Regions from separate parts of the Mus musculus genome. Here all the other regions are linked to region 3. The links are chromatin contacts, called in public ChIA-PET and promoter capture Hi-C maps. All regions are on one chromosome and are shown on one strand. The core of a region is the stretch at or near the end of the contact, and the rest is flanking DNA. Distances in the headings are between cores, read along the strand shown. Region 1 overlaps Galnt2 (polypeptide N-acetylgalactosaminyltransferase 2). Region 2 overlaps Galnt2 (polypeptide N-acetylgalactosaminyltransferase 2). Region 3 holds the start of Rab4a (RAB4A, member RAS oncogene family). Region 4 holds the start of Galnt2 (polypeptide N-acetylgalactosaminyltransferase 2).

Region 1 (2,880 bases), core at 370-2,869, 510 kb after region 3:
GATGTCCTGTCTATAGCATGAATGGTGACGGCCACCTCCACGCACCCAGGGATTAAATACCTGTCTATCCTTATCTCTGAAAACAGAGGATCCAGCATGGCCTGCAGTTGCCAGCTGATCTGTTTGACAAGGGCAGAACATTGAAGGCATCTGTGGTCAGGCAGTTTCCAGACCTCCTGCTGGGCAGAGCTCAGGATCTTGGCCATCCGCTCCATGTAGGGAGAATGGCCACCCTACAGAGCTCCGAGGCTCTGGCATTCGGCCTGGAAGAGATAAGCACAGGGGGGAACGTAAGCCGCTCACCCAGGCAGTTCATGGGAAGGTTGCCCTGGAGCTCAGCCACTTGGATGCCAGAGGAGCGGAGCAAACGGAGGCATGGATGGCTCCGTGTGAGGCAGGACTGGGCCATCCCACGTGTGGAAGCTGTAGTTGGAGGATATCTGCAGCTGGGGACTGAGGCAGGCATCTGGGGAACCCAGGCAGGCATCTGGGGGACCCAGACAGGCATCTGGTCAAGCAAGGGAAGGAGTGCATTGTGGTTCCTGTTGGCTGCTCTGCAGCTGAACTCCTGGGAGAGCTCTGTCATCAGGAGGAATGAGTTTAAAGGGACAGGTCTTGCTTTGACTCTCAGGAATGGCTGCTGGTGAGGTGTTCTTAGGGAGATTAAGGGAGCGCTCACAGCACTGTGTAAGGCTGTTATTTTCTCAAAGTTTTCCATTAAAAGCTAACGTCTGGAAAACGGAAGGTGGTGGAAAGTGGGTGATAGTCCTGATGAAAGAGTTTCACTGCCTCCTGCGACAGCTCAGCCTGCAGAATGCACCCCATGAGGCTCTGCAGGTTCAGATTTCCTCTGTGAGCTGGCACCACCTCCCAGGCTGCCCAGCCTGAAGTGTGCCAGGCCAGCTACTGGCCCCGTCTGTGCTTTTGTGCTGAACCCCCAGCCTCCCAAAGGGCACGGAGCTTTCCGAGGCAGGGCGGTCAGTGAGGCAGGCAGCGTCTTGTGCCATGAGGTGATGAGTGCTGTGGTTTTGAACTTGGCTCCTCTGATGTTTGTGGTATGTGGTGCCAGGACTATAGGGCGTGAGAAAGCTGTTTTAGGTTAATAATGGTGACATGAGATAAACAAACCCAGGGTGAACAGGGCTTGTCAGACCCTGGCAACCAGACCTTAAGGAGCCTAATTTCAGAGCAGTCTGCAAAGGTCATTAAGTATTTTAGGGTTCGGTTCTCTGGTGTTAGAAGACCCAGGGCATTCTGGGTAGATATCAGGACTGGCTAGGAGCCAGCTGGGACCTGGATGTCCGTCTTGCCCCTGCTGTTGGGAGGGCCACTAAGCATTTTGGTTAAGCAAGCATTATATAACAGCTAGTTTGGTTCTTTTAACTGTTTTTTTTTTTTTATATCTGCCTCAATTTTTAATTCAGAAGTTATCAAATTGTTCACCTAGGCTTCTGGAAAATTCCATAGCAACCATCTTGAAATGTAGAGCTGTCTGTGCTATTTTGCTGGGCAGAGCTTGAGACATGTATCTAGCTCAGGTAGGATGGGGTGGGGCTGTTTCCAGCAAGCCCATTCTGTGTATCTGACTGCGGCTGGGTCTGCCGTATGTGCCGTTGGCTGTGGTTAGAGGCAGGAACTCTGCTTCTGCAGTATGCTGCTGCCATGAATAGCATCTCTCCACACAGTGTGGAGGTCTCTCAAAAAAACAAAAACAAAAAAACAAAAAAACCACAAAACCATATCTTCTGACAACGGAGCCATACCACTCCTGGGGATTTACCTAGAGGACATTCAAGTCAAGATCACACAGACAGACACTTGCACATTGACAATTACAGCAGCGGTAGTCACAGCAGCCACGTTACAGAGGCAGGCCAGGTGCCATCAGCGTGGGGAAAGGCAAGGACACTGGGGTTGTTTTCAGCTGTAAAGAAGGAGCCGTCATGCCATTTATAGGAAAATTGATGCAATCATATTAGGTGAATAAGCCAATCTCAAAATGACAGACATCACACGCTTTCTCTTATTTGCAGATCCTAGACTTTATATAGACTTTATATACATAAAATCATGTATGTATTTATGACAGGAAGGTAGAAATGAAGCCGTCTAGGTTGGAACAGAGGAGGCGCTTGGGAAGGGAGGGAGAGGTATATGGGAAACAGGCTTAACACAACTACATGTGTATATGAAAACTTAAAAAATAGTTTTTACAAATGAGTCTAAGGGTAGCTGCCTCAGCACAGCCTGGGGCTCTTTGCCTGGCCTGCTTGGTTACAGGTTACAATCAGTGTTCCGCAGAGCCAGGCACCTGCATGTGACTCAGCTCTGGGTATCCCCGGTGAGCCTGCTATCCCCTGGCCAGGTCCGGCTTTGTGATGGTGGTCAGCTGTCTGTAGCTTTCCAGCAGCTGCTCACCCTGGATGCCAGCTCAGGAGTGGGGAACGTGTTTCCAGCTCTGGCTTGGCTAGCACTCCGGCCACACAACAGGCTAGATGACTGTTCCAGACACTTTGGAAACATTGTATCAATTGCCAAGGCAGCCACTGAGATGACAGATCTGTCTTCCCCCAGCTGAGAGGAACTGGGGGGGGGGGGGGCGAATTCAGGCTTCCAGTGAGCCACTGCCTCTGCTCAGGGCCTACATCCTCCCAGTGTTCCTGTGAAAGCAGTCCTCACTGCACTTCCGTGCCCCAGCTGGGAAGCTGAAAGATCTACCTTAAGTTCTTCAGGGTTTTGAGACTTCTGATTGTTAGCATGCTGTAGAGACTCACACGTCGTCCGGTGAGTGGCAAAGGCAGAAATCAGACCAGCCACAGGGCTCCCAGCTACGTTATCTTCCCACCTCAGCAGCAGGAACAGACCTCAGCTCAGGACAGA
Region 2 (3,027 bases), core at 254-2,753, 460 kb after region 3:
TGAAGAATGGGAAAACCTTCCTGGGGAGGAAAGGCCGGGTCACCTGAATCTGCCTGTCCCTGCTCCCCAAAGCCAGGATGTACACGCCAGCAGGCTCCTTTTGTTCTGTTCTAGATGTGTCTCCCTCTTAGAGCCTCTTGGTTACAAGTGAAAACCGCCCAGGACAGGAGTAAGCTGAAGAGGGAACGCTTGGGGTAGGAGGGCATCTCACTTCACCAAGAGGAAGGAAGGCTGCCAGGAACTGGGACCTGGAGTCAGCCTGGGCCACCACAGTCTAGTGGCCTGGTTCTGTGCCCCAGATCGGTGGCTCTGCTACTTTTTCAGTGGAGGTGTTTTCTGCTCAGATCTTGTATCTGTCTGTCCCTAGTCCAGCTTCTCAGCCTGGGCTGAGCCTCCTTGAGGGAACCCACGAGCCCAATTTAATATGGGCTCCTGCTGCGACCTATCTGCAGAGGGAGTATATGTCATGCAGATGAGGGTAGCTGATAATGGACAGGACTTGGATCATCAGAAAGCATTTTGTACCTCCGCGTTGTGTTTGTCCTTAGCCTGAGTTGCTAGGATATGGTGGAGGGAGAAAGGAAGGACGGTCAGCACAGGTATGAAGGTGCAGGAACTCTGTTCTGAGAAGGGCCCTTTCTGGGGTGGGATTTGCTCTTTCTTATACGAGTTAAACAGAGACCTTTGAGCCTCTTTGTGGGGTCGAGGTATCTGTGTGTGGAGGAAGGCTGTACTGTTGAGCTTCCGTCAAAGCTTGCAGGAAGCTTGTAAAACCCAGGATGACCCTGGTCTGCTCTTGGGCTGTGTGCCAGGATGAAACACACACATTGAGTTTTTCAAGCATCCAAAAAGCAAGCTGTCCTCATGGGCTCAGGAAAGTTTTGCCTGCATTCTGGATTCTGTTCTGAATTCTGCTGCCCGTTTGCATTGAGTAATGACCGCGCCCAGGAAGCCAGAGCGTTGGCATCAGGGTCTGAGATCCTTCTTAATTTCTGATCGCGTGTGAGAGTACTTTCTAAGGTGCTTCTGGCATGAAGAGGTGTCCACCCCACTTGGTTGGCCAGAGAAGCAGAGCCCTAAGCCATGGCACAGACTTGTTGGTTCAGTTCCTGTGATGCCCAGAGCAGCCACTCCACTCTGCACAGGCAGCAGGATGAGCCCTGTACTTCCAGCCCTGCTCTCTCTTCTGCCATGTCTCTCTTTCACGGCTCAGTAGCCTGGTTTGCATCACGCTTTCAGCACTGCGCGTAGGCTGTGTCTGTGGCTACAGGTACCACTGCCATGCCTAGGTGTGTGGGGAGAGGCTGTGGCTGGCCTTCCTCGGGTCCAGAATGTGAGCACCCACCGTGAAGCTGCAAAGCAGCATGGGTACAGCCTGTTTCATGAGTTTGGCACGGCAGCTGCGTGATGTGTTGAGCAATTGATGGGATAGTCCTTACCAAGAGGGCTGGGAGGCAGAAAGTTCTGGCTTCTGATGATGCCTGTAGGCCTTTCACGTGTCAGATGTTCACTGCCCAGGGAGCAACGCATGGGCACGTTATGCCTGGTGGGATAGAAGAAGTCGCTGTCTCTGGCGAAGGCCCTTGGGGAAGGTCTAGCATATGATGTACAGCTCAGAGAACGGAAGGTGCCCAGGTCTCAGCATATGCATAGATGCAGCTTGTCCTTTGCCTTTCTCGGCAGAGTTATGGCAGCACGAGCCAGAGGTCTGACTCACAGAGAGAGGCAGTGGACAGAGGCCTGGGTCCCCTTGCATGTCTGACAGGAGGGCCATTAAACTTGTGCTAACTAAGCCTGGGTCTCTGCCTCATTCTAAGACAGACCGGGGTTCACGCAGGTTTCCTTGGTGCAAGCCTAGCTTTAGCTACAGTTGTATACAGGTCCTGACCTGCTCCACTCTAGCCCTGGCCTGCAGGTTCTCAGGCCATGACAGGTTGTTAGACCTCTGTCAAGATCATATTTCTATCAGTTTTCTGCCATGCCTGGCTGGGGCAGTTTAGCCTGCCTGTCTCCTGTGTTTTCAGAACTGCCCTCTGTGGAGGAATTATCCAAATGTAAATTTCTCAGTCAGGTTCAGGGCTGCCCTGGGCTCATACCCAGGCTTTTATCTTCCTGCTCTTGCCTCTCAGGAGACTCCTGTTGGTCAGGGAACATGGTGTACCATGATGAACATGCTGAGCTTCGAGGTGGTCTGATGCTTCTTCCTACCTGGCCCACTGTCCCTCCTACTTCTGTGCACTTGGCCCAGCCAGGCCGTTCTGAGTGCTTCCACCAGGTGTGGCTGACATTTGCTGCTGCTTTGCCCTTCCCTGTCAGGAAGGCTGGGGAACATGAGGGTCAGCATCCAGAGTCAGACCCAGGGAGCTCGGACTGGCCTCCTGGCCTCAGTGTGAGTCTGCTGCACAGCATGGCCCTTACCAAAGCAGGCGTGAGGAGTGGAAGGCAGAGGCAGCTGTCCACACCCTGCCAGCCTGTGTCACATGACTCTGCAGGAGGGGTGTGACCTGGTCTCCCCTGTCACCCAGTGACGCATGGGTGTCTGTCAGAGCAGGTCAGGTTTTGGTGCCCCGGGTAGTTAGCTGTCACACACTTCTTCCTGGAATGGGCTGGCCTCTGAGCCGCTTGGTGTTACACGTGGTGCCTCCACCCATCGGAACACTGTGCTCTAAGTGGGATCCACGTGCCTCCCTCTCTGTGTCACTATGTCTCTATGCCAACTGAACACCAAACCCTGTGGCTCACAGTCATGAGACAGGCTTGTAGCCCTTGTTCTTCCATGGTCCCCTAGAGACTTGGAGCCCTGTTCCTCAGGGCATCCTTTCCTTGACTGTCTCTGCTTCGCTCTTCTACCCACACAAGCCATTTTTCCAGACTTCTTCCCAGGGCCAGGGTGCCCTGGTCATCACCCACACCGACCCAGCTGATGCTGTTATGGCTTCTACCCTTCAGTTACAGTAAAATTGCCAATGGCTTCCTCAGCTCTTTAAAAAAATTCTTTTTATCTTAGTTTATGTGTATGGGTATTTT
Region 3 (3,151 bases), core at 17-2,516:
TGACTCAGAACATTACAGATTTGCATCTGGGAAAGAAAGCTGAGCTCAAAGGTCGCACACTCTCAGGCCTTCAGCGCAGTTCCTTCCTATTTTAACATTCTTTCTTTTTTTTTTTTCCTTTTGTTTTTTTTTTTTGGAGACAGGCTAGATCAGGCTAGCCTCGAACTCACAGAGGTCCACCTGCCTCTGCCTCCCCAGTGCTGGGATCAAAGACTTGCACTACCACTGCTGGGCTATTTTCACATTCGTATATGAAATATCTCTATATCAAATGAATTATTCAGGCAGTCACTCCTGTTATTTTAAAATATATTTACTTATATATTTTTTTGAGTTGTGTCTCTATCATCTTTGTTTTCCCTCCTTGCTGTGTAGCCCAGATAGGCCTTCAACTTGAAACAACCCTGCCTATGCCTCCTGAATGCTGGGATTATAGGCAAGCGACACGATGGTAGACAATCTCAACAGCAAACTTTGCATGCTGTGCCAGCAAGAGACTTCAACAAGATTACGGGATGGGGGCGGGGGCTTCTTTCCCTTCCCACATCTCCTTAATTTTCTGTCATAAAGCACAATAATGAAATATTAGGACAGGCAGCACGGAGGCAGGAGAGAATGTCTGACCCGTGGTAGAGCCTGACAGCGGAGGTTAAAGGTACACGGTAGGCTTCCCACAGCCCAGGCATCTGCTGCTGTGAAGAAGGCAGGATCTTACTTAGGCCCCGGTTTGCTCAGGTGGGTCAAACTCCCGACCCCAATTTGCCTTTCAATAAATGTCCCAACCCTTTTCCTCGGAGGAAGGGGTAGGTTCTGACCTGTATTGCTTCATTAACCGAACACACCTTCGAAATTAGCCTGCAGTAAGAGCCAAGCAGCACTGCTCTGCCCACTAACGTGGTGAGCAGGAGAGTTCTGGTGACCAAACACACCTGCGTGGCTTTCTGCTAGTGAACCCCCTTTCTGTCAAAACAAGCCCTCGGGCGGCCTCCTGTCCACCCTAGCCTGGCAGGTCACTCTTAAGAAAGGCTGAGTCTGTACTGCTAAGCCATCTGGGAGGATCTACGGGCGCAGGCGCCCCCTCCCTAGTCCCGCCCTCCCTCCTTCCTGGTCCCCTCCTTCATCCTCCTTTGCCTTCACCTCCTCCTCCAACTAGGAGCCTCCAACCATTTCTCTTGCCCTCCCTCCTCCCCTTCCCCAGCCCCGCTCCTCCTTCCTCCTGCGACCCCGCCCCTCCCCCTGCTCCGCCGGGCTCCTTCGCCGGGCGGCGGTGCGCAGACGCGGAGCCGAGTCCCGCTGGGCCGCAGCCGGTGGCCGGCTCGCCGTGGGCCCGTTCCCGGCTCTCCACGCTCGGTTCCTCTCGCTCTGCGGAGACTGGAGGACGGACCCCGCGGAGCTGTGGCGGCAGAATGGCGCAGACCGCCATGTCCGAGACTTACGGTAAGACGCGCGGGTTTGCGTACGTGTTTAGAGGGGCAGGCCTTGGGGTCCCGGAATGTTGGGGGCCGGGGTCAGGGTCTCCAGAGCCGGTGTCTAGAATATCGAGATATCCTGCAAACCTCGCGGTGTCAGGAACCAGGCAGAGATATTTAGAGTCTTGGGTGGTTTAGGGTTGGCTTGGGATCCTAGTAATGTCAGCAGCTGGGATCCTGAGAATCTGGGTGTTAGGAGCCAGGTGGAGACACTGAGAATCCTAAAGTGTCAGCGGCTGGGAGGGATCCTGATATTCTTGGGGTGTCAAGGTCGAGCTGGAACTTGAGAATGTCTGGGTGTTTCAGGCTAGGCTGGAATCTTGAGGCTCTAGGGGTATCAGGCGCTGGTCTGGACTCTCTGGCCAGCAGGTGCCCCCTGCTGTGATTCTACCAAGTTCCCTCCCGCTTTGACCCTGGTTTCACTCTACATTTTCCTCCTTGGATTGTTTAAATCTCTCAGGGTTGCAGGAGCCAATTTGTCGTCGATTCTTGTCCTCCTCCCTGCAGCACCAACCGCAGGGATGAAGGCTCAGGGCCACGCCTGCGTTTTGTGTCTCTAGGGGCAGGGTTGTGGGCCTCGGGAGGGTGGGGTGGGGGTGTTGGAATTCCTTTCTTTGCATTGAGATTATAATGAGTTTTAAGTGGATGAATGCTGTCTCTTTTCTGTAGACCCCTGGCCTCGTGTATTTTCCCTCCCTCCCTCTCTCCTCCCGTCCTCCCCTCCAGATATGGTTGCATTATATTACCTTTATAAATACAAATATATGGTCCTCTGATGACCACAGGCCTTGGATATGGAGACATGATTTTTTCATCTTTTTTTCTCCTGCAGCACCCAGCCATTCTCAATGCACGTGCTGGGTGCTCCCCCTCCCCCAGTCGAGGCAAGAATAAACAACCACTACTATGTATGGTTGGCCTGTGCCTGCCAGTCCCTCACGAGACTTGAAACTTTGACGTGGTCTGTGCTCGTCGTCCGAAGGAGGGACTCGCACGGAAAAGCATGACGATCTGTCAGGTTATCTGCAGTTTGTGCCCCTGCTTCCTTCCTGCCACAGGGTGGGGCCAGGGTCTGGCCTGGAAGGCTCTACTCGGTGTACGAGTGCCATGGAAACTTCCCCAAGAGTTTGCGGTCCAACGAGGAGTGGATTTTTAAATTCAGCTGTGACCTTAATGGATAAACAATTAAAAACCAGGCAGCAGGTTCTGAAGGATTCAGCATGGCTGTGTGAGAAAGAGCTGACCTAGATGGGTTAGAGAGGGGCAAGTGGACAGGCAGACCTGGGATGTAGGCCTGGGAGTGTGGATTGGGCATCCGGGCATCCGGGCATCCAAAGGGTGAGGACTCAGTTGAAGAACTTTGGAGTTTGAGAGGGTGGGACGCTGGAAAGTGTGTCATGAGGCACACAGCAGCCTGGTCCACTCTCTCCTGGTACCAGCAATCATCTCTTCCTGTGGCCATGAAGCATAATGCCTGCCCCTGTAAGTTTAAGGTACTCTCCAGGGGGTGACTGGCTTTGTCAGGGCCACAGGTGGTCTACACATGCCTCTGTGTGGTGTGTGTTTCTTCTGCAGAAAGCCACAGTAAGAAACCCCTCCAGCAAAATACACCCTGTAGCTGATTGTCATCCTTTTCTTTGAGTCGGGTAAGGAGTCCCAGGGCGGGGGAGTAGAGTCCTCAA
Region 4 (2,844 bases), core at 257-2,756, 430 kb after region 3:
GTGTGTGTGTGTGTGTGCTCGTGCCTGTGTGTGTGCATGTGTGTGTTGGGGAGCATAATCAGATGAAATGTTAGGATTCCTCTTCCACACTCAGCAATATGACTAACTTTCTGTTTTGCTTTTGTAGTAGCAGTTTTGCTGTCCTTTGACTTCTCAGATAGGAAGCATTTGGAGGCAGGGCTCCGGGTGGGGACTTTCTCTTCTGTCCTCTGCAGTTTTCAACAGATACTGATGCTGATGCTATGCTGGGGGAGGGGCCACTTGCTTGTCTCTTTCCTGCTCTTTGGGGTTTGTCCTGCTTCCTCTTCTTTCCCTTCACTCCCAGGCCTCTGAGGGGCAACAGTTGTTCCCACTTATCTGACTGTCCCCAAGACTCTTGGGTGTTTTCAAGCCTGTCATCTCTTCAGTATTTTACAAATCTCTTCCCTGGTCAGTACAGTGCTCGGATTCTAGTACTTGGAACGGAACTTCTTAGGGTATGAGAAACCTGTCTTCTGTGAAGGGTGTTTGCAGAATGGGGTGCCTGGTGGAATGGGGTGCCTGGTGGAATGGGATGTCTTCAGGAATGGGGTGTCTTCAGGAATGGGGTGTCTGGTGGAACTAAGAGGCTTTCCCTTCTCACTTCTGAGAAGTCTGAAGTTCAGGTGAGGCTCAGAATCCTGGTAGCCCAAGGCTTGCGGTGCTCTTTGTTCAGGATTGGGCAGACTGCCGCCCAGGGAGTTCCTTCCTCCTGCAGTGTGGGCAGATCTCAGAAATATTTGCAGGCTCTCAAGTACTGGAAATTCTTTTCCAGACACAGGGACTTAGAGTCACAAGGTCATGGACAAGGTTACAGTCACCAGAGCTGCTGTCAGGGAACTCGCTGCTGCCTGCTCTATTAAGTGGGTTACTATGCTCACCTCATTCCTTCAAGAAAGCAACCAATAAAAAACCGAAAAGATTTAAAAACATAAATTACCATCTATCTCCCCTCTTTTTCACGTTTATTTAAAACCACCACCATTCCATTTTGCTTTTAAGAGCAGGAAGGGTCATCCTTACAAGCAAGCGCCTTGAAATCTACCTTCCCTGTCTTAGTCTTGTTCAGACCACAGGGCAGTGCATTCCTGTTATCCCAGGACTCAGAAGTCTGATGCAAAAGGAGTGCTGCGAGATTGAGGCCAGCATGGGCTGGATGGTGAGTTCGAGGTCAGTCTGGATTATAGGATGAGACCTTATATTAAAAAAGAGAAAGCACAAATAAAAAATAAAAACCCAAGAACCCACTATTGCCCAAATAGTGAATGTGACGGATGGCGGGCCGGGGCGATCTCTGCAGACTGGCCCATTCCAAGTCTTTGGGGAACCGCGCGTCCGCGCCCGCTGCCTCCACCTGCCACTCCCGGGGGCGCGCAGTGGGCGGGGCGCCGCTGCCATGGAGACTCGGCTCCGCCCCCGCGCCCGCCCCTCAGCGTCGATTGGTCGCCCTTTGCTCCCTGACCCCGCCGCTGGGCCGCCGCTTCCTGCCGGGCGCCGAGCGCCGAGCGCCGAGCGCCGCCCGCCGAGCGCCGCGTCTTCCCGCGCCGCCGCCCCGAGCTCCGCCCGCCGCGCGCTCCGCCCGCCGCGCCGCCAGGCTGCCCGGCGGCCGCCCAGAGCGAGGATGCGGCGGCGCTCGCGGATGCTGCTGTGCTTCGCGCTGCTCTGGGTCCTGGGCATCGCCTACTACATGTACTCGGGGGGCGGCTCCGCGCTGGCCGCGGGCGGGGGCGGCGCCGGCAGGAAGGTGAGTGCCGCGAGGCCTGTGCGCCGACCCGGGCCTGCAGCGGGGAGGCGCCGTGCACCGAGAGTGCTCCCCGGCTCGGGGCAGCAGATGTGGGGACCCTGGCCGGGACGCGCGCCTCAAGTTTTCTCCGGGCCCTCAGGCCAGCGGCGCGAGCTCCGGCCCTGTCCGGCTCACCCGCGGCTCTGGGTGCAGCGACTTGCCTCCCGCATGCGGGGCGCGGGCACCCGGAGCCACGTACCGCCCTGCGCCAGGATCTTGGAGGCTGTTATCTCGCTGGCGACACTGCGCTCCACTCCCTGTGCCGGGATCATAGGGACAACCCTTCCGCCGGACTCCCTGCCCCCTGCTCCGTACTCCGCCCAGATCACCCCGGAGCCCCACTCCCTGCTCCGGGATCTTGGGGATCGTTGTCACCCGAAACCCGGTGCTCCCCGAGCCACATTCCGCCCAACTGGAACCCGCGACCCTCTCGTCTTGCGCCCAGATCTTGGGGACCTTGGTCGGGCTGGAACCCTGGTGCTCCAGTGATCAGAGGCGTGATCCCTCCCTATCCTCCCCATCCAGCACCCCGGCAGTGAGGTCGTACCGTGGTTCTGTCAGACCTCCCGTTCTACTTGCTACACTGCCCACCTCGGCCCTTGGCCGCTCACGGCGGCGGGAACTACCTAGCCTTTTGCGCTTGCATTTCCTAACCCCAAGTCCGCATTTCCTAACCCCAAGTCCCTCCTCGGTGTGTGTCTCTGGTGGGTTCGGTAGTGAGGCCGGGAGTCTTAGAGCTTACAGGTTCTGATTCGGCAGTCATCTCGGCTTGGGTACCGAGTGGACACCGAGCGAGCGTGGGATCCTTGCCTTGGTTGGTGCTGTCTAGGCTGTTGTATTCTCTCCTGAGGGGTTTGTGGTGTTTTACTAGCTAACGAGCTTCGAAATATAGTTATCTTTTCCAAAGATTTGTAGCCCTCCTTACTTGATTTTGAGTAACAGTACACGACCAGAAAAGAATGGAGGTAGATCGCGGCTTAGGGAGATAGGGGGTAGAATCTTGAGTAGGATGGACTGCCCATGAGCAGCCGCCGACTTTACCC

The links. Promoter capture Hi-C pulls out the DNA fragments that hold promoters and counts their contacts. ChIA-PET counts read pairs in DNA pulled down with a chosen protein or histone mark.
Region 1: a contact with region 3 is called in an RNA polymerase II ChIA-PET map of memory CD8 T cells, with 6 read pairs. The contact joins the enhancer-like site here to the promoter of Rab4a in region 3. A contact is called at or near these places in 2 of 39 promoter capture datasets (cranial neural crest and second pharyngeal arch cranial neural crest), 6 of 115 datasets of contacts at active chromatin or transcription factors (embryonic forebrain, forebrain, large pre-B cells and 3 more) and 2 of 9 other capture datasets (embryonic stem cells and macrophages).
Region 2: a promoter capture Hi-C map of liver shows a contact between it and region 3, with 1.8 times the contacts expected there. The contact joins the enhancer-like site here to the promoter of Rab4a in region 3. A contact is called at or near these places in 1 of 39 promoter capture datasets (liver) and 3 of 115 datasets of contacts at active chromatin or transcription factors (embryonic forebrain, embryonic stem cells and stem cell-derived neural progenitor cells).
Region 4: a contact with region 3 is called in a promoter capture Hi-C map of embryonic stem cells, with 2.7 times the contacts expected there. The contact joins the promoter of Galnt2 here to the promoter of Rab4a in region 3. A contact is called at or near these places in 3 of 39 promoter capture datasets (embryonic stem cells, hippocampal neurons and stem cell-derived epiblast-like cells), 4 of 484 Hi-C or Micro-C datasets (LSK cells, embryonic stem cells and nephron progenitors), 3 of 115 datasets of contacts at active chromatin or transcription factors (embryonic stem cells and pro-B cells) and 1 of 9 other capture datasets (adipose tissue).

What each region holds. Positions count from the first base shown.
Region 1 is chr8:124,316,347-124,319,226 of GRCm38.p6, forward strand. All of the region lies in intron 3 of Galnt2 (polypeptide N-acetylgalactosaminyltransferase 2), which reads left to right. Among named protein-coding and RNA genes, the nearest start is that of Galnt2, 86 kb to the left of the region's middle. Within about 2 kb of position 1,620, at least 129 of the 459 cell types and tissues checked have an H3K27ac peak or open chromatin away from gene starts, as enhancers often do. A contact at or near this core is called in forebrain, memory CD8 T cells and regulatory T cell precursor, where this site is marked.
Region 2 is chr8:124,263,433-124,266,459 of GRCm38.p6, forward strand. All of the region lies in intron 1 of Galnt2 (polypeptide N-acetylgalactosaminyltransferase 2), which reads left to right. Among named protein-coding and RNA genes, the nearest start is that of Galnt2, 34 kb to the left of the region's middle. Within about 2 kb of position 1,504, at least 59 of the 459 cell types and tissues checked have an H3K27ac peak or open chromatin away from gene starts, as enhancers often do. A contact at or near this core is called in liver, where this site is marked.
Region 3 is chr8:123,804,730-123,807,880 of GRCm38.p6, forward strand. Rab4a (RAB4A, member RAS oncogene family) reads left to right here and starts at 1,267. Exons shown (of 8, transcript NM_009003.3): 1 at 1,267-1,437. The coding sequence starts at 1,407.
Region 4 is chr8:124,229,888-124,232,731 of GRCm38.p6, forward strand. It overlaps Galnt2 (polypeptide N-acetylgalactosaminyltransferase 2), which reads left to right and starts at 1,507. Exons shown (of 16, transcript NM_139272.2): 1 at 1,507-1,762. The coding sequence starts at 1,640.